2 separate regions of the Mus musculus genome follow, and region 1 is linked to region 2. The links are chromatin contacts, called in public ChIA-PET maps. All regions are on one chromosome and are shown on one strand. Each heading gives the region's core, a stretch centred on a gene start, on an enhancer-like site or on the middle of the called end of the contact. The rest is flanking DNA. Distances are from core to core; before and after follow the strand shown.

Evidence for each region. ChIA-PET counts read pairs in DNA pulled down with a chosen protein or histone mark.
Region 1: a contact with region 2 is called in an RNA polymerase II ChIA-PET map of memory CD8 T cells, with 15 read pairs. The contact joins two enhancer-like sites. A contact is called at or near these places in 1 of 39 promoter capture datasets (hippocampal neurons) and 2 of 115 datasets of contacts at active chromatin or transcription factors (large pre-B cells and memory CD8 T cells).

The regions. Positions count from the first base shown.
Region 1 is chr7:46,386,367-46,392,315 of GRCm38.p6, forward strand. No RefSeq gene overlaps it. Among named protein-coding and RNA genes, the nearest start is that of Kcnc1, 7.1 kb to the right of the region's middle. Within about 2 kb of position 3,440, at least 61 of the 459 cell types and tissues checked have an H3K27ac peak or open chromatin away from gene starts, as enhancers often do. A contact at or near this core is called in memory CD8 T cells, where this site is marked.
Region 2 is chr7:46,055,512-46,061,820 of GRCm38.p6, forward strand. Nomo1 (nodal modulator 1) reads left to right here. Exons shown (of 31, transcript NM_153057.4): 13 at 1,084-1,225; 14 at 1,566-1,697; 15 at 2,905-3,041; 16 at 5,368-5,455; 17 at 6,258-6,309. Among named protein-coding and RNA genes, the nearest start is that of Gm39010, 17 kb to the left of the region's middle. Within about 2 kb of position 3,685, at least 109 of the 459 cell types and tissues checked have an H3K27ac peak or open chromatin away from gene starts, as enhancers often do. A contact at or near this core is called in memory CD8 T cells, where this site is marked.

The DNA of each region.
Region 1 (5,949 bases), core at 2,190-4,689, 330 kb after region 2:
CTGTGGAACCTGACTGGGGGGTCATCTCAGGTTTCCTTCCTGCCCAGGCTGAGTGGCACCAGGCTAAGAGTTGTCTAGGACATGGTTTGCCTGCCTGGCTGTGTGGAGCTAGACTGGTGGTTGTCTCAGGCTTGCTCCCTACCTGGGCACCATGGTGTCGTACTGTCAAGAAAAGAACTTGTTAATGGAGTCCTGTTAAAGACTCTGATCTGGTGCTTAATCCAGCCAAGGCAGAAAATTAAATTATATGAACATATTAGGAGAATATGTTTTGCTGACCTGACAGCAACAAGGCAACATAAAATTCATAAGACGCCACTGTAACAAGAACTCAACATCAGCGAAACGTTCTTGAGGTTTATCAATCAGGCAATATTTAAAATTATCACCATATGAGAAAATTCAAAATCCTTTGAATCCCCACAGCCCCTGGAGGAAAGACACTTGAAATTTTCCCAAATATGATGCCAATCTTGGAACTGTTCATGATGTTTCCAATATAGTTGTGAGCCTGAAAGCAATATCCTAAAATTAGCAATGTCACAAAACAAGTTCAGCCAGGTGGAATGATTGCTCTACTCTATATGGAATCAATGTAACCAAAATCAAAACAAAACAAAAAAACAAAAAAAAAAGTAAAAAATGTGGTCAATAGAGGAGTCTCTCAAAGGTTGAAAGACAGGCAGAAAGAGGCAGCAGATGAGAGAACACAGGAAACACTAGCGCAGCAGAAAGGGGATAATGATAGGGAAGTGATTCAGAACATGTCTGCTTGGTTATTTTGTTTTTGTTTTCTTGTCTTAGAAACACTTGAACAGCCTACATACAAGTCATTATTATCTTAAAATTTTACATTTGAAGGCTGAGAAGATGTCTGGGTCAGTGAAGTGTTTGCCTCCTAGCCTGAGGACCTGGGTTCCATCCCTAGCATCCACATAAAAGCCAGGCACAGAAGTGTGTATCATAACCCCAGTCTCCATGAGAGCAGAGACTGGAAGGTCCCTGAGGCTCGCTACTCAGTTAACTTAGCTTGATCAACAAGCCCCAGGATCAGTGAGAGAGCATGACTCAAAAAGTGAGGTGTGAGTGTGTGCATGTATGAAGGTGTGTGAGTGTGTGCAGGCATGGAGGTGTGTAAGTGTGTGCATGCATGGCAGTATGTGAGTGTGTGCGTGCATGGAGGTGTGTGAGTGTGTGCATGCATAAAGGTGTGGGAGTGTATGCATGCATGGAGGTCTGTGAGTGTGTGCAGGCATGGAGGTGTGTGTGTGTGCATGCATGAAGGTGTGGGAGTGTGTGCATGCATGGAGTTGTGGCAGTGTGTGCATACATGAAGGTGTGTGAGTGTGTGCATGCATGGAGGTGTGTGTGTGTATGCATGGAGGTGTGTGTGTGCATGCATGGAGGTGTGTGTGTGCATGCATGAAGGTGTGTATGTGCACGCATGGAGGTGTGTGAGTGCGTGCATGCATGGAGGTGTGTGAGTGTGTGCATGCATGGGGGTGTGTGAGTGTGTGTGTGCATAGAAGCCAGAGGTCAGTCCCCAGTGTCTTCCTCCATCACCCTCCACCTTATTGTACACACATTTGGACTTGAAATTTCTCTTTGTGAGAGAGCCGGTACTTTTAAAAGTTCTATCAGGGCCTGTAAAGATGGCTCAGTGGTTGAAGGTGCTTACCACCAAACCTGAAAACCTTGGTGTGATCTCTGGAACCCACAGGGTGGAAGGAAAGAACTGATTCCCACAAACTGTCTCCTGACTTTCACATGTGCACACACACACACACACACACACACACACACCAAATAAATAAATGTAATAAATATTTTGAGAATGGCATATTTATTTTTTGAAATTCAACTGAAGCTTTTTAGAAAAAGAAAAACAAATATTACAAAGTAGAACTTTTTTGGTTTTTGGTTTAAAGATTATTTATTTTATATGAGAACACCATTGCTCTCTTCAGACACACCAGAAGAGGGCATCAAATCCCAATACAGATGGTTGTGAGCCACCATGTGGTTCCTGGGAATTGAACTCATGACCTCTGGAAGAGCAGTCGGTGCTCTTAACTTTTGAGCCATCTCTCCAGCCCACAAAGTAGAACTTTTACAGATAACCAATCAGAGACCATTCATCTGAGCTTTGTCTTAGCATTGACTATTTATAGGCTCCTGGTCACCTGATCATTTATTGTCTGCCATTGTTTTATTAAGATATAACTCATGAAGATGGAGAAATAGCTCAGGAGTTGAGAACACTGGCTGTTCTTGCAGAGGACTCAAGTTAGGTTCCCAGAACCCACATGATGGCACACAACCATCCTTAACTCCTCGAGAGCTAATGGTCTCTCTGGCCTCTACAGGTACTGAGTACATGTGGTGTACACACATACATTCATACACACATGCAGAAAATGCTCAGATACATCCACTAAAATAAATAAATCTTAAAAGTATTTTTAAAGATAAAATTCACATGATATAAAATCCACCTCTTCAGGTGGTGCACATTTGTACGCAAGAAGGTGAAGCAGGAAGATTGCCGTAAGACTGAAGCCAGCCTGGGCTACAGCATGAGACTGTCTTTAAAAAAAATAGTGAATAAATAGATAAATTAAAAACAATAGTAAAGTTCATATTTTAGTGGCTTGTGCCACAGCCATTACCACTGTCTAATTCTAGAACATTCTATTATTCTCTAAGAAACCAGTGACCAGAAGCAGTCCGTCCCCACACTCCTCCGTCCCCCGGCCCTGGATACCACCAGCCTATCCCCATGGTCTTGCCTGTTTGGGGGGACATTTCATATGAATAGAATCACCTAATGTGTGGCCTTTTGTGTATGGCGTCTCTCCTTCAGCAAGTTTCTAATGTTTATCCACATACATGTTAGGACATGACTACCATGTATGAATAGAGTTCTGTCATATGGGGATATCGTATTTCATCTGTTCATCAGTTGATGGACATTGAGCTACTTCCAACTCTAAACCTTTGTGAACAGTGGCACTGTGAACAGCATGAGGCTTTGTATATAAAAGTATAGTTCCAGTTCTCTTGGGTCTATATCTGCCGTGGCCAGTCTTACCAGCTTCAGGGATTTTGAACCACATAAGAGAACGCCCCCCTGGGCATGTCTGTGAGAGTTTCCAGGAGGGCTCAGCTGAGGTAGGAAGGTCACCTTGAATGTGGGTGTCACTATTCCAATGCTGGGGTCCCAGAATAGGAAGGAGGCACACAGAGGCTCTGTCTGTCTGTCTCCGCCCCACACCTGAATGCAGAGACAGTGTGACCAAACACCTCATGCTCCTGCCGCACAATTGCGAGCCCACACAAAGGGTTAGGTTGCTTTGGCCAGGTGGTTTGAATAATGAATGTAACACCTAAAACTGGTATCTTCAATACCACATCCCTGACAACACATATTATTGCCTGTGTTGTTGCAACTGTCATAGAGAATATAGTATAGTACTAAATGTGGTTTTAACTAACGGTGTTTACTCTTTCCACGTCTGACTTTAAGGCCATTTCCACATCCTCTTTCCGGTGTGGTCATGCAAATCACTTGCCCTCGTTTAAAACCAGGTTGTGCGAGGAGAGTTCTTTCTACGTTATCCACACACACACACACACACACACACACACACACACACACACCCCAGTCAGCTAAGTAGCCTGCAGGTAGCTGTCTTGTCCTGCTGTTTTTACATTTTTTTGAATTTTTATTTCCTTTGAAGCACAAATTTCTCTTTTCAGTGAAACTCAACTTTTGCTTGTGCTTTTATATCATAAGAAGAAAACATTTCCTACCTGGAGTTTGAGAACCATATAGTTTTAGGTCTTGCATTTTGGAAGCTGATCCACTCTTTTTAAAAAACAAAACAAAACAAAACAAAACAAAACAAAACAAAACACTGCCTGCTTGGGACCGGGATCCCAATTTGCTTTGCTTCGTGTAGATTTCCAGTTGGTCCAGCTTCATTTCTTGAAAAGGCCATTTTTCCTGTAGGCTGTCCTGACACTCTTGCCAAAAAACAATTACCCATAATTCCATGGGTTTACTTCTGGCTGCCCAGTTCCTCTTCGTTGGTTTATGTACTAATCCTTACACTGGGACAGAACAATTTGGATACCAGAAACTTAGTAGTCAGTTTCAAAATCGGGAGGTCTGAGTCCTCCAGGTTCAAAATTCTTCAGAACTGGGTAGGGGGTTCTGTTTGCTTTCTTTTTGTTTTTATCCAGTGTCAAGCATAGTGGTATACAACTTCAGTGCCGGCTTCTTGGACGTGGAGCCCTGGATGGCACAGTGAGATGCTATCCCAAAGGGGAAGGGGAAGTACTGCTTTGTGTATTCTGGACTGTGCCTTTAAGTGGTGCCACCCACTTGTTGGGAAACTGTCACCTGGGTGGAGATTTAAAGCTGTTACTTGGTGCATATAAAAAGTTCCCCAGGGAGGAATAGGGAGGTTGTTCATTGTAAGTCCATCTAAAATTCAGGGCTGTGGTAACTGAATATGACTCCCCACAACTGCCAGTAAATGTGACCGCTGGGTTGTTCTTTGCTTGTTTGTTTGTTTGTCTGAATGTAACAGCTTCTGAGTAAATAGGACTGACTGGCATATTGCTAGACAAATAGTGAGTGTAAGGCTTTTAGAACTGTCAAGATGGCTCAGCAGGTAGAGGCTCTCACTGCCAAGCCTGAGGCCAGAGTTTAACCCTTAGGAGCTACATGGTAGATCATACAAGCTGTCCTCTGACCTCCATGTACATGCCATGATCTCTCTCTCTCCCTCTCTCATTTGTGTGTGTGCATGTGTGCTTACATGTGTGTATGTGCACAAATGCATGTATATGCATGTGTCTATGTGCATGTGTGTCTGTGTATGTCTGTGTCTGTGTGCATGTGTGTCTGTGTGTGTCTGTGTGTGTCTGTGTGTGCCTGTGTCTGTATGTGTCCATGTGCATACACATATGAGAGAGAGAGGGAGGGTTTTTAAGAAACAAAGCTTTGCCCTGGATTTACAAATGTTGGTGGCACCTATCAGCTTTCAAAAGATTTAAATCATCCTGATTTTTTCCTATGTAAATAAATATTCCCTTTAATCTCCAATTTTCTATTGTTTTGCCATTTTTAAAAGTGTAACTTTCAAAAAGTTTTGGCTTCAGGTCCACCCAATGACGCCTGGACCTGCCCCTCCACAACTGCTGTCCAGTCCACCTTCAAGCTGATAGACACCCAGCACTCACTAGTGTGCCACAAAGCACCCCACAGAGGACCTCAGCTGCACTGCAGAGGCCCCTGTCCTGTGCTGCTCACATCCTCCTCTGCACAGTGCTCTCCTGACCATCTTCATGTGGCATCCAGGGAGCAGAGGGAGTTCCATGTGAAGTCTATAATGATGGATGCTGTTGTCATGGGTGCAGTCGTGACAAAAACCAAGGCCATGGACCCAACTGCAGTTTCTCTCTCCTGCATGTTTACAACCCAAGAGAGCTCACGTAGAGAGACTTCATAAAGATCAGCTAGCCACTTCCCCTCTACCGTACCCAACAGACAGGATGAGGTCCTGGGTTGCCAGCAGTAGCATCAGAGTGCACACTCCCTTATATGGACCCCAGATTTCCTGTGCATGTGTCTATGCCCGGCCCTTTCTCTATTTCCTTGATTTCCTTGCTGACCCCACTCAGGGTTCAAGCAGTAAGTTGACCTCATCATCCCCGCTCAAAATCTCATCCTTAGAGGCAGCAAGAAGGGGAAGGGGATCCTTTCCCTCCCAAAGGCTAAGCTCAAGGAGGCCTGATCGCCTGTCCCCCAACCATGCTGGTGTTCTCTGGCTGTGGACCAGCAGGAATCTAGGAGAGAGAGAAGGAACTGGAGCTGGTCTAAAAGATGGGATGGGGTTAATCCTGAGAGAAGGGGGAAGCAGGGATAAACATAGAATACTA
Region 2 (6,309 bases), core at 2,435-4,934:
TCTAGGGAGGGAGGCCTAGGAGTGTCCCCTAAGCGTGGGTCCTCTAGAGTGAGCCCTTCCTTCTGTAGGAACAAGTGGAGATGGGCCGTCACCGGCACAACTTGTCTGAAGGTAGCCACAGTGGCATCCTGCAGAGATTCCATCAGATGTTGGAGTTGGGCAATTCCTTACTGCTGGTAAAATAGGGGACGTCTGTCCTGTCACTCAGAGAAAAGGGAGCCAGGTGTGATGGCTCATATCTGCAGGCCCAGCCCTGGGGAGGCTGAAACAGGACTGTGAAGTTCAGGCTAGCCCGGGCCACGTAGTCTCTGTCTTAAAGCAACGCACAAGAAAATAAGTACAGGCTGGAGAGATGATGGCTCAGCAGTTAAGAGCACTGACTGTTCTTCCAGAGGTCTTGAGTTCAATTCCTAGCAACCTCATGGTGGCTCACAACCATATGTAATGGGGTCTGATGCCCTCTTCTGGTGTGTCTGAAGACAGCTACAGTGTACTCACATACATAAAATAAATAAAATCGTAAAAAAGGAAAAGAAAAAGAAAAGTACATGGAAAAAGAGTGAGCTAATTCTGCAGGCGCCTCGGGAGGCATCAGACACAGCCTCTCTCTGAGACTTGGTTTCACACAGCCCAGGCTGACTCGGGCCTTGGGTGTTCCTTGTGCCTCGGCCTCCTGAATGTGGATTGCAGGCTGGTGCTGCTGTGCCCGGCTAGGACTGTGTTACTATAAAAATATTACTTCTTAGGTTTGCTGTGATTACAACCTTCACCCTTCACTGTCTGCTTAGCTTGAGGCTCAGGTGAAGCTTCTAGCACCTCGTAGGCCGAGGGAGAGCTGTTCCCTGCAACCTCTAGTGTAGCAGTTCTCAACCTGTGGGCCTGTGGGCTGTGACCTCTTTGGGGTTGAGTGACCCTCTCACAGGGGCCACCTAAGACCATTGGAAAATGCAGATACTTGCATTATGATTCATAACAGCAGCAGAATTACGGTTGTGAGGTAGCAACAAGAGTAAGTTATGGTTGGGGACGCCACACCGTGAGGAAGGCTGAGACGCCCTGCTCCAGTGTCTCGTGTGCTCACAGGTGGTGGTACCCGAGGCTGAGACCAGAGCAGGGCTGATGTTGAAGCCGCAGGTATTCCCCCTCACTGTGACCAACAGGCCTGTGATGGATGTGGCCTTCGTGCAGTTTCTGGCATCGGTTTCCGGGAAAGTCTCCTGTCTGGGTAAGGTATCAACTGCACGTGAGAGCCTCTAGTTCAGAGTGGGCAGTGGGAGGAGCTGGGCCCAGGCGGTTCTGAAGGGGGTGGAGAGAAAGGTGGTCTGTCCCATCCTGTCTTGGTAGGTCTGCAGGGGCTGAGCAGAGGTGTAGAGGAGGGCCCGACCCCCTGCCAGGGCGTCACTGCCTGCTGCTGACCACAGCCTCGGGGTGCTGGGAACTGGGTCACTCACTGTACCGAGCTTAGGAAGCGGGGCCTCCAGGGCTTGACGCTCAGGCTAAGCACTCAGAAGCTTGTAGGGTTTGCGATGGCAGTCAAGTGAGGTCCTCCGGTCTCTCCTCTACAGATACCTGCGGTGACCTGTTGGTGACCCTGCAGTCCCTGAGCCGCCAGGGTGAGAAACGCAGCCTCCAGCTCTCAGGCAAAGTCAACTCCATGACTTTCACCTTTGACAAAGTTCTGCCTGGGAGATACAAAAGTAAGATGGGGCCTGATACTCTCAGGAGCTCGCTCTCCCAAGCCTGCTCCTCTGTGGGCTTACTGTAGGCCTCTCCTAGGGAACTCTGTCCCAGGACCTTACCTGCCAAGTTAGCTCCTTTGTCACAGAGGTTCTGCCCTGCATGTGCTCTGGGACGGTGCCTGGCAAAAACTGTTTTATTTCTAAATGCCAGAAGGAGCACGATAGTTCTGTTCTCATGTCTGCCACTTAGGCCTAGCTAGAGTGACCTTGCCCAGTCATTCTTTCTCCTCCCCTGACCGATACCTTACCCTTGAAACGGTACAGTGGCCTTTCTCAAGGAGAGACTAAGAGGCAGAGCACAGGGCCTGGTCGGCAGGGCAGGGCCCCACGCTGGTGCCCTTCCTGCCCTCGGTAAGCCAGCTCTTGCCTCTGTTTTGAAGAGCAGCTTGCAGCTGGTGGCAGGGACTAGACTTCTACCTAGTGAGGTAGACTTTTCTCTTGGGGGCTTGTGTTTCTCTGTCTCAGAAAGAGCTGGCTGCCTGTTTCTTTAGTTTCACAGAGTCCTGACGTGCCCATGAGCTCGTATGACTGTTGCTGCTCACAGTTCCCTGGCAGAGTCCAGAAGCCCAGACCCGCAAAGCTGACTAGAATCCGGGTGCCGGGCGGGCGGAGGAGGGAGAGTCTTTTGAGTCAAGGAGTTTGAAATTTGCCAAAACAACAACAAAAGTCAGACAATTTACAAAAAGTGTAGCGGCCCATGAATATCTTGTAACCTGGCATCTTCTGCCTAGATGGATTTCCTTATTTGTGGTGACAGTGGCCACTGATGTCAGTTTTTCTTTGGCAGCGACCTGCCCTGAACATTGCTTCCTGCTTAGGTATTTTTATGTAAAGTGTATTTTCTTTTTAGACAGGGTACTGAGCTGAGGAAGCGGGGCCTCCAGGGCTTGACGCTCGGGCTAAGCACTCAGAAACTTGTAGGGTTTGCGATGGCGGTCAAGTGAGGTCCTCCGGTCTCTCTACAGATACCTGCGGTGACAGGCTGGCTTTGAACTCTTAATCCTTGTACTTCAGCCTTCAGAGTACTAGGATTAAAGTGCACAATTCTGTGTTTAGTACATGTGTACTCCTCTGCAGCTAGCTAGCAGGTCCCCAGTTGCTCAGTGCTGCAGGCCCCTAGTTGCCCGGCACCGTGAGGCCCCAGCCCCATGTGTTGGCTTTGCAGTAAGCATCATGCATGAGGACTGGTGCTGGAGGAACAAGAGTCTGGAAGTGGAAGTGCTGGAGGACGACGTGTCTGCGGTGGAGTTCAGGCAGACCGGTTACATGCTGCGCTGCGCACTCTCACACGCCATCACTCTGGTATGTGCTGCTTCTGAGGGACCTCAGAGAGAGTGCCCAGCGGGGCGGGCAAGACAGCTCAGCCTCAGAGAGAGGGCCCAGCGGGGCAGGCAAGACGGCTCAGCCTCAGAGAGAGTGCCCAGCGGGGCGGGCAAGACGGCTCAGCCTCAGAGAGAGTGCCCAGCGGGGCGGGCAAGACGGCTCAGCCTCAAATCCTGCAAGTTACCCTCTGGTCTACACACACACACACACACACACACACACACACACACACAGAGAGAGAGAGAGAGAATGAGAGAGAGAGAGAGAGAGAGAGGGAGAGAGAGAGAGAGAGAGAGAAGTAAATGGCTTATAGCAATTGCTGGAGCCTGGCACAGCAAGAGTGTAATGACAGTTAAGCCAAGTTCCCTTTTCTACCCTGGGTTCCCACCTGCCAGGGAAGGCATCCTCAGCCTGCAGTGTTACAGGTCCTCCTCAGCCCGTGGGCAGCTGGGCAGCTCGGTGTGGTGCGGTGCGGCTGCGTGGTCTTGTCTCTTCCTGCCGCGTTGGGATCACAGTGCCCGCTCCTCAGGCTGTGGGAGGTCAGCAAGCTGTGCTGTGTGTAGCATTTCTGTGGTGTGCCCAGTACACTGTTGACTAGTGCAGCTGAGTTCTCTAGGCTGCTTCCTGTGGGCAGAGCGCACTCACTCGCTTCTTCTCTTGTTTTCCTTTTATTTTCGTTTTGCAGTTCTGTGGACCAAACCCAGGGTTTCAGACATGCTGGGCCAACGGTTACTGCTGAGTTGTATGTCTGGTCCTTAAACCATTTTTAAAGTTATTATTATTTTGTTGTTGTTGTTTTTTGGTTTTTGTTTTGTTTGTTTGTTTTTGAGATCAGCTTTCTCTATTATGTAGCCCTGATTGTCCTGGAACTCACCATGTAGACCAGGCTGGCTCAAAACTTAGCAGATCCAAATGCCTTGCCCTCCCTAGTGCTGGGATTAAAGAGGGCGGAACCGCAGCTGGCCTAGATTATTGTTTTTTTTTCTTTTGTGTATGTGGGTGTTGTGCCTATGTGTGTCTGTATTACCTGTGTGCTGTGTTTGTGGAAGCCAGATGTGGGCATGGATCCTCTAGGGCTGGAGTTACTAATGGCTGTGAGTCTCCACGGAGGAATCAGAACCAGGTTCTCGGGAAGAGCAGCCAGTGCTCTTAACTGCCCAGCCCCCTCCCACCTTTTCTCTTTCTGGTTTTGAGGCTGAGTTGTGCTGCATTGCCCAGGCTGGCCTCGCACTTTCTGTCGCCCGCTTCCCTCAGTGGAGTGCAGGCCAGTGCCTGTCTGCTTGGCCGCAGGCACGGGGGCTTCAGGGATGATCTCTGTCGTTCCTTAGGGGTAGGAGCAAATGTCATTGTTGGATCCCACCAGAGAGCTGGGCGGATGGCAACAGCATGGCTGCTTGTGACACTGGTAGGACCCGAGCCGGTGTCTCCAAGGCCAGGCTGCTGCCTCAGCTGCTACAAACCCCGAAGTACCCTTTTTATTCCAGGGATGGGTTGCTGTACAGTCAAGAGTCAGCTAACAGACACCCCTCCCCCTAAGCCCTGTAGATTTCTGCTCTCTCTAGACTATGTCTGAACTGTGTAAGGAAGGCTGCCTTTCCTCCCTGTGCACTGGTCCCCAGGGCCCCAGTGGCACTTGTTTCTCAGTCCTAGCTGAGCTGCTTGTCTCTGCTGCGCTGGCCTTTCACATGTGCATCCCTGTGCCCGAGGAGCTGAGCCTTCTTCACCATTGAGGCCCAGCTACTGTTTCCTCCCAAGACGGGGGCCCAAGGTTAGGGCCCCAGAGCTCCGGAACACTTCTCTGTGGCGGGTGGCCCCTCTGCTCACTGCCTTGGCCTCTCTGCTTTACATTCTGTCTGAAACCACTGATTTCCCAAATTAAAAGGTCACTCTGCCCTCCTCAAGGGTCCTGACCTGAGTCTGACCCAGAGCAGCCACTCTGTACACAGGAGCTGACTGAGTGCAAATAGCACATTTCAGTCATAAGTTTTTGAAGGTTTGCAGTTTTCTTGTGGCACCCAGTTGTTTACATGAATAATGGGCCAACATGATGGCTAGTTCAGAAATGGAAATCTTTTTTTTTTTTTTTTAATGTAGGAGTTGCTGTGTCCGTATGTTCACCTGTATTTGAGAGCATCAGTTCTCTTTATAGATGGTTGTGAGCTACCATGTGGGAATTGAACTTAGGACTTCGGGAAGAGCAGCCAATGCTTTTAACTGCTGAGCCATCTTCCCAGCCCCACTGAAATATTCTCAATCACCGTAGTGTCTTTCCCCATGAGTCACCATGTTGCCTTTGGCCCTACAGGAATTTCATCAGGACGGAAATGGCCCTGAAAATGTGGGGATTTACAATCTCTCCAGGGGAGTGAACCGCTTCTGCCTGTCCAAGCCTGGTGAGCCTGGGAGGTGGGAGTGTGGCGCCGGCCTGGGCCTGAAGGTCGGAGACCCCGGGTCCAAAACCCTCAGAGATGTTAGTGACATTGCTGCCAGCAGTCTATCTTTGCAGTGATGTGATGTCCTGCCTTGCCTCCCATCCTCCACGGCCGCTCCAGCTCGATCAAGATAGAGTTTACAGGGCGTGAAGCTCACCTGCTTCGGGGCTCAGTGGTGGAGCACTAACCCAGTGTGCTCTCAGAGCCTCAGCTTACCCCAGTACCACAAAAAAAAAACAACAAAAAAACAAAAAAAACAGCATACATCCCCTTAAGATGTGTGATACATGCTTGCCAGCAAGCTGACCAGGTTGTTCAGTCATGGCCACAGACCCAGCCCTGGCTACAGCTTAGTTACGTTTTATGCCTCCGCCTGATCTCAGCCTTGACTTCTTAGAGGTAGCATAGTTTTGGAGTTGAGCTACATTGTAGTATAACAGTGCTTTGTTCTTTTTCACTGCTGAGTTATATTCCACTGTGTGTACGTAGCACATTCTCTGTGTGTAGCCGTTTTGCACATTACCTGCGTCTGAGCAGGTGCAGCCTCAGGGAGTCATTGAGTTCCCGACAATGTCAGCACTCCTGAGTGGGTGAGAAGGAGGGGGCCCGTGGCACAGGAGAGCCCGCCCGGTGTTCGCAGTCCCGTTACCTCAGGTCTGTGATAAGCTTAAGCTTTCAGTCTGAGGCGTGCTGCCTCCCTAGCGAGCACGCGTGCTGGCAGAGCCTTCTAGGCTCAGACAGTTACACTTGGTTTTCTCTGTAGGTGTGTACAAAGTGACTCCCCGCTCCTGCCACCGGTTTGAGCAAGCCTTTTA